Linked DNA regions of Mus musculus: all the other regions are linked to region 2. The links are chromatin contacts, called in public HiCAR-type and promoter capture Hi-C maps. All regions are on one chromosome and are shown on one strand. Each heading gives the region's core, a stretch centred on a gene start, on an enhancer-like site or on the middle of the called end of the contact. The rest is flanking DNA. Distances are from core to core; before and after follow the strand shown. Region 1 overlaps Abca1 (ATP-binding cassette, sub-family A (ABC1), member 1). Region 2 holds the start of Tmem38b (transmembrane protein 38B). Region 3 holds the start of Abca1 (ATP-binding cassette, sub-family A (ABC1), member 1).

The links. Promoter capture Hi-C pulls out the DNA fragments that hold promoters and counts their contacts. HiCAR-type assays count read pairs that join an accessible place to other places.
Region 1: a promoter capture Hi-C map of liver shows a contact between it and region 2, with 2.6 times the contacts expected there. The contact joins the enhancer-like site here to the promoter of Tmem38b in region 2. A contact is called at or near these places in 6 of 39 promoter capture datasets (hematopoietic stem and progenitor cells, hippocampal neurons, liver and 2 more) and 1 of 9 other capture datasets (embryonic stem cells).
Region 3: a contact with region 2 is called in a HiCAR-type map of astrocytes, with 3 times the contacts expected there. The contact joins the promoter of Abca1 here to the promoter of Tmem38b in region 2.

The regions. Positions count from the first base shown.
Region 1 is chr4:53,132,777-53,137,016 of GRCm38.p6, reverse strand. It overlaps Abca1 (ATP-binding cassette, sub-family A (ABC1), member 1), which reads left to right. Exons shown (of 50, transcript NM_013454.3): 3 at 4,002-4,095. Among named protein-coding and RNA genes, the nearest start is that of Abca1, 25 kb to the left of the region's middle. Within about 2 kb of position 2,821, at least 14 of the 459 cell types and tissues checked have an H3K27ac peak or open chromatin away from gene starts, as enhancers often do. A contact at or near this core is called in liver, where this site is marked.
Region 2 is chr4:53,823,778-53,828,149 of GRCm38.p6, reverse strand. It overlaps Tmem38b (transmembrane protein 38B), which reads right to left and starts at 2,105. Exons shown (of 6, transcript NM_028053.2): 1 at 1,930-2,105. The coding sequence starts at 2,041.
Region 3 is chr4:53,157,434-53,161,308 of GRCm38.p6, reverse strand. It overlaps Abca1 (ATP-binding cassette, sub-family A (ABC1), member 1), which reads left to right and starts at 1,414. Exons shown (of 50, transcript NM_013454.3): 1 at 1,414-1,633.

The DNA.
Region 1 (4,240 bases), core at 1,572-4,071, 690 kb after region 2:
CAAATTTTATTCCATTGATCTTTCAGTGTTCTTTAAACACAGCCCTTGAACCACGCCAACCTTGAAATAATAAGGATAAATCTTGAAGGTAAGATCACCGCTGCTGTCTATAGGCAAGGAAGCGAAGTGCACTCGTGCAGTGACTGGGGTATGGTGTATTAGCTTCTGCAACCAGGAGCAAAAGTTAAATGTGACTATCCATGGGGACATGGGGAGTGTGTGCGGCTCAGCACCACCCTGAATGAAAACGCAAAAATGGTTTGGTGCTTAAGACTCTCAACCCTGGTGACGGCAGAGCTGCTGAGCTTGGTTTTATGCTGCATCGTTTACAGGAAGCAGCATTTGTTCCTTAGAAATTTACAGCGGCAGCTCACAACTGAGGGCACGGCCCCTTCCCCATCCTGGGACTTAGAGGTAGAGGGCAGGGGTGTTGCTGCTAAACCCAACATAGTTTGTAGTAGAATCCCGAACAACTAGCTATCTGCCAGGGCCAATGTTGTCTAGCTGAGAAGTCCTCCTGCGGGAGTGCTTGTTCCGAATCCTCAGGTTAGAGGTGAAGAGTTAGGAGAAGGGGATGCACAATGTGCTCTGGTGTTCCCTAGAGCAGCCATGACTTTGATAACAATCACTTCTTGAAAACAACATTTTCTACCATTGCCACTATATGGTGAGAAGATACAGAGTTGGTGTAGCTATGAAGGACTTTCAAGAGTTTTCAGTAGGAGCTTCTAACAGTACAAGCAACATCTTTGTCCCTAGGCTGTTTATTCATGCCTTATGCTTAGGAAAAATGGTGAGGTTAGAGACGAGGAGAAGTCTGACTTTGATGAGTGGATCTGAAATAGTGTGCCTGGAGAAGTCAAGTTTAGTTTCTAGAAGGAGGGGATGTGGCAATACCTAGAACGTTCTGAGCTTGGGAGTGGGTTTGATGTTTAGAGACAAAAATAGTTTTGGAGGCACAGGGTAAAGAAGCATAATTAAATCGAATCTCCCATGAGCTCTGTGATTTTGGTGGTGTGAATATTGTGTGCAGAGTCTTCGTACATACATACATACATACATACATATTAGTGCTCAGCTCAGTAGAAGCTTTGAAAGGTCAGGAGTCTACACGGTCTACGTGGTGAGAGAAAGGGGCTAAAGGAAATTGGTGACCTTAGTGCCGAAGAGAAGCATCCCTTAAGCTAGATTGGCTTTGAATCTAAACTCTTTCACATACCAGTTCCTTGGGCAATTTATTAATCAGCCCCAGTTTCCTCGTATGTAAAGTGAGTATTACAGTAATGATCCTAATTTGGATGTCTGACTATAAAAAACATCTATGAAGTGTGTGTGTGTGTGTGTGTGTGTGTTGTGGTGTGAGTTGACTATCATGACTGTCACTGTTGGTTTACTTCATATCTCTTTTCCTGATCTGGTTACAAATTCTGCCTTCACCTCCTGAGTGGTCTAAGGTTTCTTCTGGTGCTTTGCTGCCAGAGCTGTGGGTACCATCCGACTGTTCTTTCAGTGGATGAACCTATTCTGACCACATGCTGCTTTGTGGTGCTAAGTGTGGGGCTACAGAGGTGTCCTGAACACAAGGCTTGCTTTACTGGGTCGGATATGTGATGAGGTAGAAGGCATGTGTCTCTAGCATAGCACTGTGAGAGGCAGCCTGGTGGGTACTGCACAGATTTAGACATTAAGATTGGGGTTCCAATGGCTCATAATTTTTCTGGTCCTCCAATCATCATTTATAAAAATAGTACTATTGCAGCCTTTGTGAGCGAACTGTTGGGAACAAGAGGCACACAAATCACTAAGTGTCTATAGATGTTCAGTATTCGCTATAACGGCTACCTGTCTGCAGGGTGTTAGTTTATCTTGTGTCTGTGGAACCTGTAGACATTTTTAGTCCATGCTGCGTAGGGAGATTTTATTTGTTTCCTACCGGAGATGCTTGTCTTTGTCAAATAGAATTTCATGTGACCTCTGGAATCAAGTACAGCTGGCTGCCGGTCTTGGCTCTGCTCTGACTAGTGCTGTGGCTGGCCGTTCCTTAAGCAGTAGACTTTTCAGTATAAAATGGGAAGAATAATGGTTCCATGCCCACAATGATGTTCTGAGGATTAATGGAAGTCAACTGTGTAAAATGAGCCCAGTACATATGGAGCTCTCCCTAAATGGTAGCTCCGATTTATCCTGTTAGTTGAAATAGTGGCTTCGGAGTGTCAAGATGAATGACTTCCTGTATATTCTCTGTTCAGTTTTATACTTTTCAGGCTTCATTATTCTGTAATTCATCACAGCCATGTCATTATAGAAAGCTTTATTTCTATGTTTGCTTAGCAATGTGTGCGAGTGGTTTTATAAAGATGCAGGCTTAGAATGTATTGGGTTCTGTGTCCTGTGTTCTTGGATAGTGAAAGCTGGGTTTCATAAATGTTGCTGTAATAACCAAGTAATCTATTATTGCCCATTAGATGTATGCTTATGTAACCATTTTTCCTTTGTTGTGTGATTGAGTTATTTGTTTACAACACTTTACAGTTATAGCACTTCAAATCATGTATACGGCTTTTGGGGATTGAGTTGTTTTCTTATTTAGTTTGCTCCTTCGGATGAATTCTCAGGAGGATGACAGTTGTTCAAAGGGGTAAATGTGCCTTTTGAATGCATATTGCCAAACTTCTTTCCCAGAGGGGTCAGCCGATTTTTGTTTCTGTCTTTCTGATTTTGAAAGCTTCAGTTCACTCTCTTACCCAATATATGCTTACCGTGTCATGCTTAGCCCTTAACCATGTTGCGGATTTGCTGAGAACACAGTAACAGAAGGGAGAGCCTCATATGTAAACACAGCTCTTGTGCCACAGGCTGATAAAGGCACAGCATACCTGGATCTCAGAGGAAGGGCTCCAGCCTTACTGGTAGAGAAGTTATTTTCAGTGTTCAGGAAATCCAGGCTGTGTTCTCTGGTAGAAAGTCATCCCCGACTCCTGCCCCTGAGCAGTTTACAGAGGTGTAAGGGACAATAAAAATTGTATGGTGTCATGGTTTGCAATCCGTGCCCATCACCCTCTCCCAAAGGAGTAGTAAATCTATTTTCTATGAAGGAAAAGAGAAGAGGCTGAGTGTTGTTTGCAAACGTAGAGGTTTTGTTCCTTCTTTGGGATTATTTACAGACATCTTTAGTAAGATTCGTCTTTTCTTCCCTGGTCCTTGCCATTTTCTCTTTTAATGTGCTCTTTGTATAAACTACTCTTTATAGTTTGTGGTAGTAGGGGTTCACGAACCGAAGGAAGTATAAAAACTTCATGTTTTTGTTCTGGAACATGCATAGCTACTATCTTGTTTCAGTTCCTCCCTGAAGATCCCAAAATGAGCTTGATGTAAAGTCATACCAAAGTTCTTAGAAAATTCAAAGTTCCTTATTTAAACTAGGAAAAACAAACATGGTTAAAAAAACAAACAAAAAACAAAACAAAACAAAACAAAAAGCCCAAATGCCCCTAATACTCTAAAGTACCAGTTACCCAGAGAGAGTTTACTTCTGATCTCGTCATAGAAGGGGGAATACCAAGAGACCATGACAGATCGCAATTAATAAGACTGTACTCTACAATGAAATGTGTCCCTGTTGAGATAGATGTTAATTAAGAGTGCTATGTGGGAGCCAGTGACTGAAGCAGATCATCTCGGGCTTGGGGGAGATGTGAGAGAGGAACTGTTTAGGTTTGTGGGAATGTGAGCACAGGAGGACTTCCTAGCTCAGGCAGAAAGAAGCATGGCTGAGTCTTGAAACCTGGGTAGAAGGGAGCCTTAAAGACACAGGTGTGGAATGGGATGTTACAGGATACCACCCACAATTCAATGCACTTCAAGTTTGGAGAGTGAAGGGAGTCAGAAGTGCCAGAAGTCAGTCAATTGCTGAATTGCTCTGTGGGTTTCTCAGTCCAGTAGTAGCTGGCTACCATGTTATCATTTAAAATTCACGATCTTGTGTTTTATTTTCTGTTCAGTGTCAGCTGTTACTGGAAGTGGCCTGGCCTCTCTTTATCTTCCTGATCCTGATCTCTGTACGCCTGAGCTACCCACCCTACGAACAACATGAGTGTGAGTATCTGTGGACCACGCCTGAGTCTCAGTGATGGCTAGCAAAATCCAGAGTGAAGATGCTCTCAACTGAATCTTTACAAAGTTGCTGTCTTCAGGAGAATGCCACAAATAGCTTGAACAGAAAATCTGGCCTTTACTATTT
Region 2 (4,372 bases), core at 856-3,355:
TAAGTACGCTGTAGCTGTCTTCAGACACACCAGAAGAGGGCGCCAGACATCATTACAGATGGTTGTGAGCCACCATGTGGGTGCTGGGATTTGAACTGAGGACCTCCAGAAGAGCAGTCTGCGCTCTTAACCGCTGAGCCATCTCTCCAGCCCTAACCATAAACTTTTTAAAACTTCTGCACTAAAAGCTAAAATTTAACGAGTGTGGGGGGGGGGGGGGAGGGAAGCTTCAGCACTTACAATGAAAGGTCCATGATGCATAAAGAGAATCAATAAAATGAGACAACAATCTACATCCTGATAAACAGGCAAAAGAGACTTGGCATTCACAGGAATTAAATACAAATGACCCATAAACCAAGGAAGCATGTACATTAATAACCATGAAAAATGCAAATGAAAATGGTTCTCTATGAAAATGGCAAGATGGTGAGGACTGAAAATAATTACTACTCTTAAAGTTACTAGGTCCTCTAACACACTCCCTGGATGCTGGCGCAGGCATTCTCCTCTGAATACTATCATTTCCTAGTACTGGGAGAAAAACATGTTTCCCTCCTTGGTAATTAGCATTCAATTATCCAAGTGATTCTCAAATTTTAGACCCATACTGACCCCTAAAATTTAAAGAGGGCATGAATGGGATGCCAGAATTTAGGGGAAGAGACTACAGAGGGATAAAGTGCTTTGGAATATAAAATACTTTATATTTTTATCATATAACTTTGTGATAAAAAAATAGCGAATATATTTATGTAGATCATACCTTTAAAAATATTTTTAAAATTTCTTGGCCTGGGGCTCTACTCAGTGGGTGGGTACTTCAGTAGCTTCTATCTCCAGTAACAAGGAAGGACCTAGAGTTGGTGTTTATATTTAGCATTTGGAAACGTTAACAGTTTTTAAAGCAGTTACATATGGATTTTAAAATAATGCATTAAATGTAAATAATGTGTTCTTTACTAAAATAACTATTCTCAAAATCAAAAAAGTATTTCGTGAGAAAAGGCACATTGCTATCTAATTAGGCAAATCTCCTTAATGTCTAGCCTCAAACAGAAATGCTTGGACTCATCAGCTGTTTCATTATCTCTTACAACACTGTTAAGTCACACGGCCATTGGGAAACTTCGCTGTACACTCATAAAGGCAAGAACGGATAAATAACCTCTGAAGATACATTATGAAAATAATGAACTTTACAGTGTGTGACAGGGAAGAACCTGGGAAGTGAGCCACACTTTGAAAACGTCTGATTTAGTCAATACAAGATACTATCGGATTCTAGATATGGAGCAGTAACGAAACTGTAGTTCTCTTTAATCAGAGAAACAGTCTCCCACGAGGATGACCTGTTCCTCCACGAGTTAGACACAGAAAACTCTCAAAAACGTATGAGGCAAGGATTTAAAGAATTAGTGGTCCAGAAAAGGTAAGACAACCCTTAAACTTTCACCCTTCACCTCCCGGACAAGGAAGGCAGAGAAATGCCTGAACTCAAAGACAGACTCAGAAAAATAATGGGAAAATGGGGAACTTTAAAAGGAAACCCACTACATTCAATGTCAAAGACAGGAGTACAAACACTGCTTTTTGGTCACATGGTTCATGGAACTCAACGTTGTGAAAATCCCATCCCATCCCACATGTTTCACAGAGGGCTGAACTACATGCCAAGCGACTGTTACCCGGACCGTGCCTCCAGTGGCTGACTGAGAAACCGCAAAGCCACCCCCTCTCCTGGTTCAACACGCTAGCAAGGTGCTAGGTCCCACCTGAGACGTCCCGCTCAGGGGTCTACATGACCTTCCTCAGCCTACGTCTGAGTCCCGTGCTCGGTACTGAGGGGTGGGCCGCAGGGCATCCCGGCGTCCCTGCCTCCCGCAGTGAGGACGCGGAACCGGGAGCGCGTCGGGCCCCTTCACTCACCTGGCCGCTGCTTCAGCGCCATCACCGACACCAGGTAGTGGGCGATATCAAAAAAGGGAAACATGGACGTGCGGGAAAAGGCCAGAGTCAGATCATCCCACGGGTACTCCATGACGACTACCGACGCCGCCGGCCCCAGCAGCCGCGGCAGCCGGTTCCCCTCCGGCGGAGGGGGTGGGGGAGGGGACGGCCGCGCCAGCTTCAGCCCTGCGCGTGCGCCCTGGAGCCTAGGGGGGCGGGGTCCGGAACGGGGGCGGGGCCGGAGCCGGAACGAGGGGCGGGGCCCTGGCCCTGGTTCTCCTAAAAAAGGTATGACATTTTCTCAGTGTTGCAGTCAGTGCCAGCTGACCCAAGGGGCAACGGGCAACGCTCAAAGTCAGATTCTATGTAAACGGATGCCATTCCTCTTTTTCTGAACAGCCACGATGTAACTCATTTATTACTTAGTGAAGATATGAAAGATAATAAAACGGTAATGTTTTATCCATATCCCCATGAAACTTGAATTTTCCCAGAGGGAAAAAAAAATTTTAAGGACTCACGGAATTTCACAAAGCATAAAAAGTATGGATGCCACGCCAAAGCAGATGGTTAGAGAAGACCATTGCAGGGAAATGCACACGGTATTAAAAGCAAGTCTGTAAATATTAGAAGTTATTTTGGCTAGACTACAACCTGAAAAATGAAGTTGTAAAAGAAATAAAAGTCTTTCGCAGTGAAACCAGGTGGTTTAAGCTCTTGATCAGTCGCTACATTGTCCTCAGTCTTGTTTATCAAAAGCATGTGCTGAATTGGTAGTTGGGGTGAAGAAGATGGGCAGGTCTCTGAAGTTGCAATCCAGCACCAAAGATTCATGAGAAGAGACTAGGGAAATCAGAAATGCATTCACTAATCCAAGACAAAAGGTAGTAGTAGTAGATGCAGGTCTTAAGGACAAAGCCACAGATAGAGAAAGACTGCCAAGCAGACTAAAGTGGATACAAACACCACCTGTAATGACAGCAAAAGGAGCCAGGTTTTGAAAAACAAGAAAAGGAGCTATCTGCTGAAATTGGTTGCAAAAAGAACTAAAAGTAAAGGGAAAAAGTGAGACTGGATTTTAAGAAAAAAAAGGTAAATTTGGCACATTTTTATTTGACATGTCAACAGATCATGTTGTTACTTGGCATGGGTACACACAAGCTATTGAGGGAGCAGGTAGGTGACTGTTATATTGCTGCAAAGGGCAATCGCCTTTTCCTCCTGAGGTTAGCCTCGGTATTAACTCACTTAGCAAATGTTATTTACACCCGTGCTTTGTACCGAGCATTTTACTGGCTGCCAGAGGCACCACTGTCCTAAACACCAGGTTTCAAATGTAAGAAAGTGGTAGCAACATTCTTCATTTCATAACTTGTCAAGAAACAATAGCCTTGATTAAATACTTTTTGATCTGCTTTTCTAAGCAAACACTTTTTACAGGGAAACATTTCTTTTTAGCTTCTGGCACACTTTGTTTATTATAAATATAATAAAATAAACAGTCAAGGCTTTATTAGCTCTGCTCAGAGATATTGCAGGCTCCCTGACATTTGACTCACCACATGAGTGCAAAACGAAGTGTGCTCACATCTGCCTACTGCCTAAAGACAATATTTATAAGATCTAAAAGAAATGAACTAGGAAGATCACACACACAGAAAAGCTCTATCCATATTTTGTATGTGCTTATCATATTTGCTTCTGGCCACTACATAAACTACCTGGTCTAATGGAATGCTGTGTAGTTGAGGAAAACCGGAGTGAACCGAGGGAAGACTTAGAAGAGGAAAGAAGAAAGGAGGGATTTGGGACAGTTCATCTTGGACTATTCAGCCTTTTCCTGATGTCTGAAAGTGATTTACAAAAGTTGCTGATAAAATAAATCTAAGGTATACACCTTAGAAAACAAAACTGGGCTAATCAGATTATCAGCTAAGGAGCTGTGACCCAAGCTCTTTAATGCATTTTGTTGTTGTTGTTGTTTGTTGTTGTTTAGAAGCACGTGAAACTAGTATTTTTCTAAACCAAGTTCCTCAACAGTAGAACCATTGGCATTTGAACTGAACAAATCTTTTTGGACTACCCTAGGTATTGTAGGATATTCAATAGTATCCCTTGTGCATGCACACATGCACACACACACACACACACACACACACACCAGTTGTAATGATCAAAAATATCTCGTTATTTCGAAATGTTCCCAGGGTGGGGAGGATTACAAAATCCTGCACAGTCCAGAGCTATGCTGGTAAATGAATCAAGGGCAGTGGCTCTATTAATACAAACATTGGGGCCACGCCAGACGGTTAGTTCTTATAACACATGTCAGTTTCTGCTTGTTCACGTCTCTCCCTGACTCCATGTCTGAGATACTCAGCTTCACAAAAGGCATTTCCTTTCTTTCCTGCAATACTGCTTC
Region 3 (3,875 bases), core at 165-2,664, 670 kb after region 2:
CTAAAATCATGCAAAGAACGATCCTTTCCCCTTAGGCGTTTTCCTTTGTACACAGATGGTCACACATATTATTTTAAATTCTTTGCCAGTGCTGGACTTTTAAAAGTCTGGCATAGGAAATGGTTTATAGGGTATGGATGTCACTAGAGATTGGCACTGATGTTCAGTCAGTAGGATTCTGGTGTTGGCACTCTTCTTCCGAGGACTTCAAAAGTTCCAACGAAATTCATTTTCAGAAAACTCTGAGGCAGAGAGAACGTTCTCTCTTGAGAGACAGGAAGCAAGGGCCAAGGATGTAGCTCTCAGCTGGCTGAATGCTTGCCTGCTATGCAAGAGGCTGGGTTCCATCTCTCCGCACTGTACAAATGTGGGTGTGGTACTCTGTTCCTGTAATTTTAGGCCTTGGGAGGCAAGAGGATTAGGAATTCAAGGTTATTGAGTTTATGAGCAGACTACATGAGACTCTGTCTCAATTAAAACAAATAAAATAGAGGCAGAAAAACTTTATCTAACTTTGGTCGTTTGACATCATCAAAACCCACTCTTGTGACCACAGCTGCCCCTTGTGGCTTATAGGTACCTATTACTAGTGGAGTGTGTGTGTGTGTGTGTGTGTGTGTGTGTAGAAGGTGCAGACTAGGTCCCTGGAAGGTGTGTGTGTGTGTGTGTGTGTGTGTGTGTGTGTGTGTGTGTGTGTGTAGAAGGTGCAGACTAGGTCCCTGGAAGGTAGAGATCTTCTCTTCAAAATCAATGTAAAGGTTTGAGGCAGACACCAAAATAGGCTGATATTCACTGTCCATTCCACATCCCTTCCCCCAATCTAGGACTTTTAAAGGAAGAAAAGGAAGAGACCGAAAATGGTTGGCATCTGGGGGTGGGGTGGGGTGGGGAGTTTTCCTTCCCAAGTTGGGGGCTGAGCAAACTAACAAAAGGAGAGGGGGGAGAGTGGGAGTAAGGGAGAGCGGGAGGGAGAGAGGAAGAGGGCATACACACACAAACAAAACAAACAAAACTCAAAAAGCAACACCCACAAAACCCCAAACAATTGCAGAAAGAGGAGTTTAGAGAACGAGCTTTTCCCCTTTCCTCCTCTGCCGGGAATGTGGAGTCCCTGGCTCAGCGCAAGTCCGGAGTTTCCCGTTTCCCGAAGGCTAGCAGGTCAGGGCCAGGGCTACAGAAAGCGGGCCCCACAAAGCTCTCACCATGCGCCCCCAGTGCCCGCTGCGGCGGCGCACTGTCGCCGGTTTAAGGGGCGGGCCATGTCTCCACGTGCTTTCTGCTGAGTGACTGAACTACATAAACAGAGGCCGGGAAGGGGGCGGGGGAAAGAGGGAGAGAACAGCGTTTGACCGGTAGTAACCCCGGCGCTCGGCACAGCCGAATCTATAAAAGGAACTAGTCGCGGCAAAAACCAGTAATTCCGAGGGCGAGCGAGCGGGCCGGGACCGGCAGAGCCCACTTCTCTCCGCGGCGCAGCGCAAAGCTGGGCAGGGGGCGCCGCGGGACCCGCGCAACCACAGCCGGCTTGGGGAGCTGCTCTGCTCCCTGTTTCCCCCCACTTTTTTCTTCCCCTTTCTGGAAGGGTTTGTGCAGGGGTAGGGAAAACAGACTCAAACAGCAAAGTGGAAAACAGGTAAGAGGTTCTTCAGTGACTTGGGCATTTTGTTTCGGGGCCAAGGAAGCGTTGGGAAGCTCTCCGTTTTGGGGACACTGGGGGGACTCGAACTCCCATGTACCTTACTTCTGGGGATGCAAATAGTACAGGGGAGGCATAAACAGGGAAAGAATGTTCTGGGACGGGCCCTGTCGACCCTGGGACTCAGAACTGCCGCACTCGGGTCTCCCGGAATCGGAGACCAGCGAGAGCATCTCCGGCGTCGGAGACTCGCCTCTTGGGCGCAGTGTGAGCCAAGGTTCCCGGACGTCCTCGGGGTACAGCCAGTGGGGTAGGGAGAAGGGAATCCTCTACAAAGGGTCTCCTTTTGTCTGGCGCGGGGTAGGCCGTCGCCCACAAGTGTCACATCTGAGTCCTCACTCCATTATTTAACTGGTTTGTGTTGGCCTCTGACTTGGAGGTTCTCTTCCCGGGACTGGGACTGCATGTCCTTGTTTCCAAAGAACTCTAGTAGGAAGTGTCCTAAACGGGGTCTTTTATGTTACTGCTGCTTGAGTTCTCTGGGCTTTGTTCGACTCCGGGGTCCTGCCCACAGGCTTCCTGCGCTCTGGAGGGCTGCAGTCCCTGGCGCAAAGTGGGAGACCACTTTTGTTCCTTCTAAAGACAGAAAACTTAAGAGAGTCTGCAGAAACCCGAAACTGGGGTGCCCAATCCACCCTCATCTTACTGCTTTTTGCTAGTCTTCCCTTGGGGAGACTTCGGGCTGAGCACCGATTGGGAAGCTGGGGCTAGGTTGTGCAGCCGAATGACCGCAAGTAACCCCATCGGGCAGCACAGAACTCGCAGCTCGGGTGCTGGGCCGGGCTCCGCCGCCAGGGGGTGGGGGCTGGGCGGCCTGCGGGTGGCCCCTGGAGACTGGCCCGCAGCGCCTCCTGGCCGGGTAGCCTAGGTATGGCCTGGTGCGGAGTGAGAGTCTCTAGTCCTTTTGCTTCACTGTGAATCTGGTCAAAACTGGTGTTTCCAAACTGGGAGGAAACCCGAGGCCAAGAAAGCCAGTCTATGTTTTCATGTTGTTGTTTTTTTCTTTTTTGTTTTTGTTTTTTGTTTGTTTGTTTGTTTCCTGACTCCCAGACCGTTGCTCAATGAGGTTCTTGGGGATGTTGGCTGATGACAACCTTGTGGATAGGTGCCTGTTTTGGTTTCTGCACTTACCTCTGGAAAAGAGAGAAATACTTATTAAACTGTTTGCTTTTTTTTTTTTTTTTGACTTTGTGTGTTTGTTTGGGAAAACTAAGTGTCACTAGAAATAATTAGTTTGCCCCATTTGCTGCAATGGTATCACCATTCCAAAACAAAACAAGAATTTACTTCGACATCCTTCCAAGGAAGTGGGCAGAATAAATGTACAATAAAGGACAGATAAACAAAAGGAACACTTCTGGCTTAAGATGTAGGCCCCCGGTAGAGTCTACCTTGTACAAGACCTTGGGTTCTAGCACCACCAACCACAGAAGCAAAGCAAAACAAAACAGCACAAACCTTCCTTGAAGAGAATTGGTACACCACTTTCTTTCTGTGGCTCAGCCCTCACCTCCCACAGCACACACCTGACACATGCCTGCAGGCTCGAAAGCACACCCTTACCTCTTAGTCATAATTCGGAACCCTGACCCAAGTATTGATACTCTACAAGACATAAATGCCAATTAAAAAGGAGTTGTTTATCATCACCACTTTTCTTTCAGCCCATTTTTAATATTCTAATGCACACATAAGGACAACGTATTGCTGTTCCCATTGTTGAAAAACACTTCCCCCACATCAAAGGAGGTATAGACAAGCATAGAGAATATTTGAGTGGATAGTATATCAATATATAAATAATAAAGATAAATTACAGTTTCTATTGTAAGCATGTCTTTTCCTCAGCGCTATCACAAGTCATTAAAATAGGGCTTTTTTTTTTTTAAAGAAAGGTGTGATGCACAGAATTGATTATTATCTATGTGGTAACAAGTTGAATCTGAGGGTTGAGGGAAGGAAATTTTCAGCAACATAATGCTCATAGTACCATTTTGGAGCAAAAATTGCTACCATAGAATAAGTCATGGGTCTCCTTGTGAAAGTCACTGGGGTTCTGGAGGGGTCACTGGTGGTGACTTGGGTATTTGTGACGGGTGTCTTCCCGAAGATGAGTATTTTAAATCCAGCCCCCTAAAGTATTTTTTATTAGCACCCAAAGGCAGGCCTGTTGTGGCCC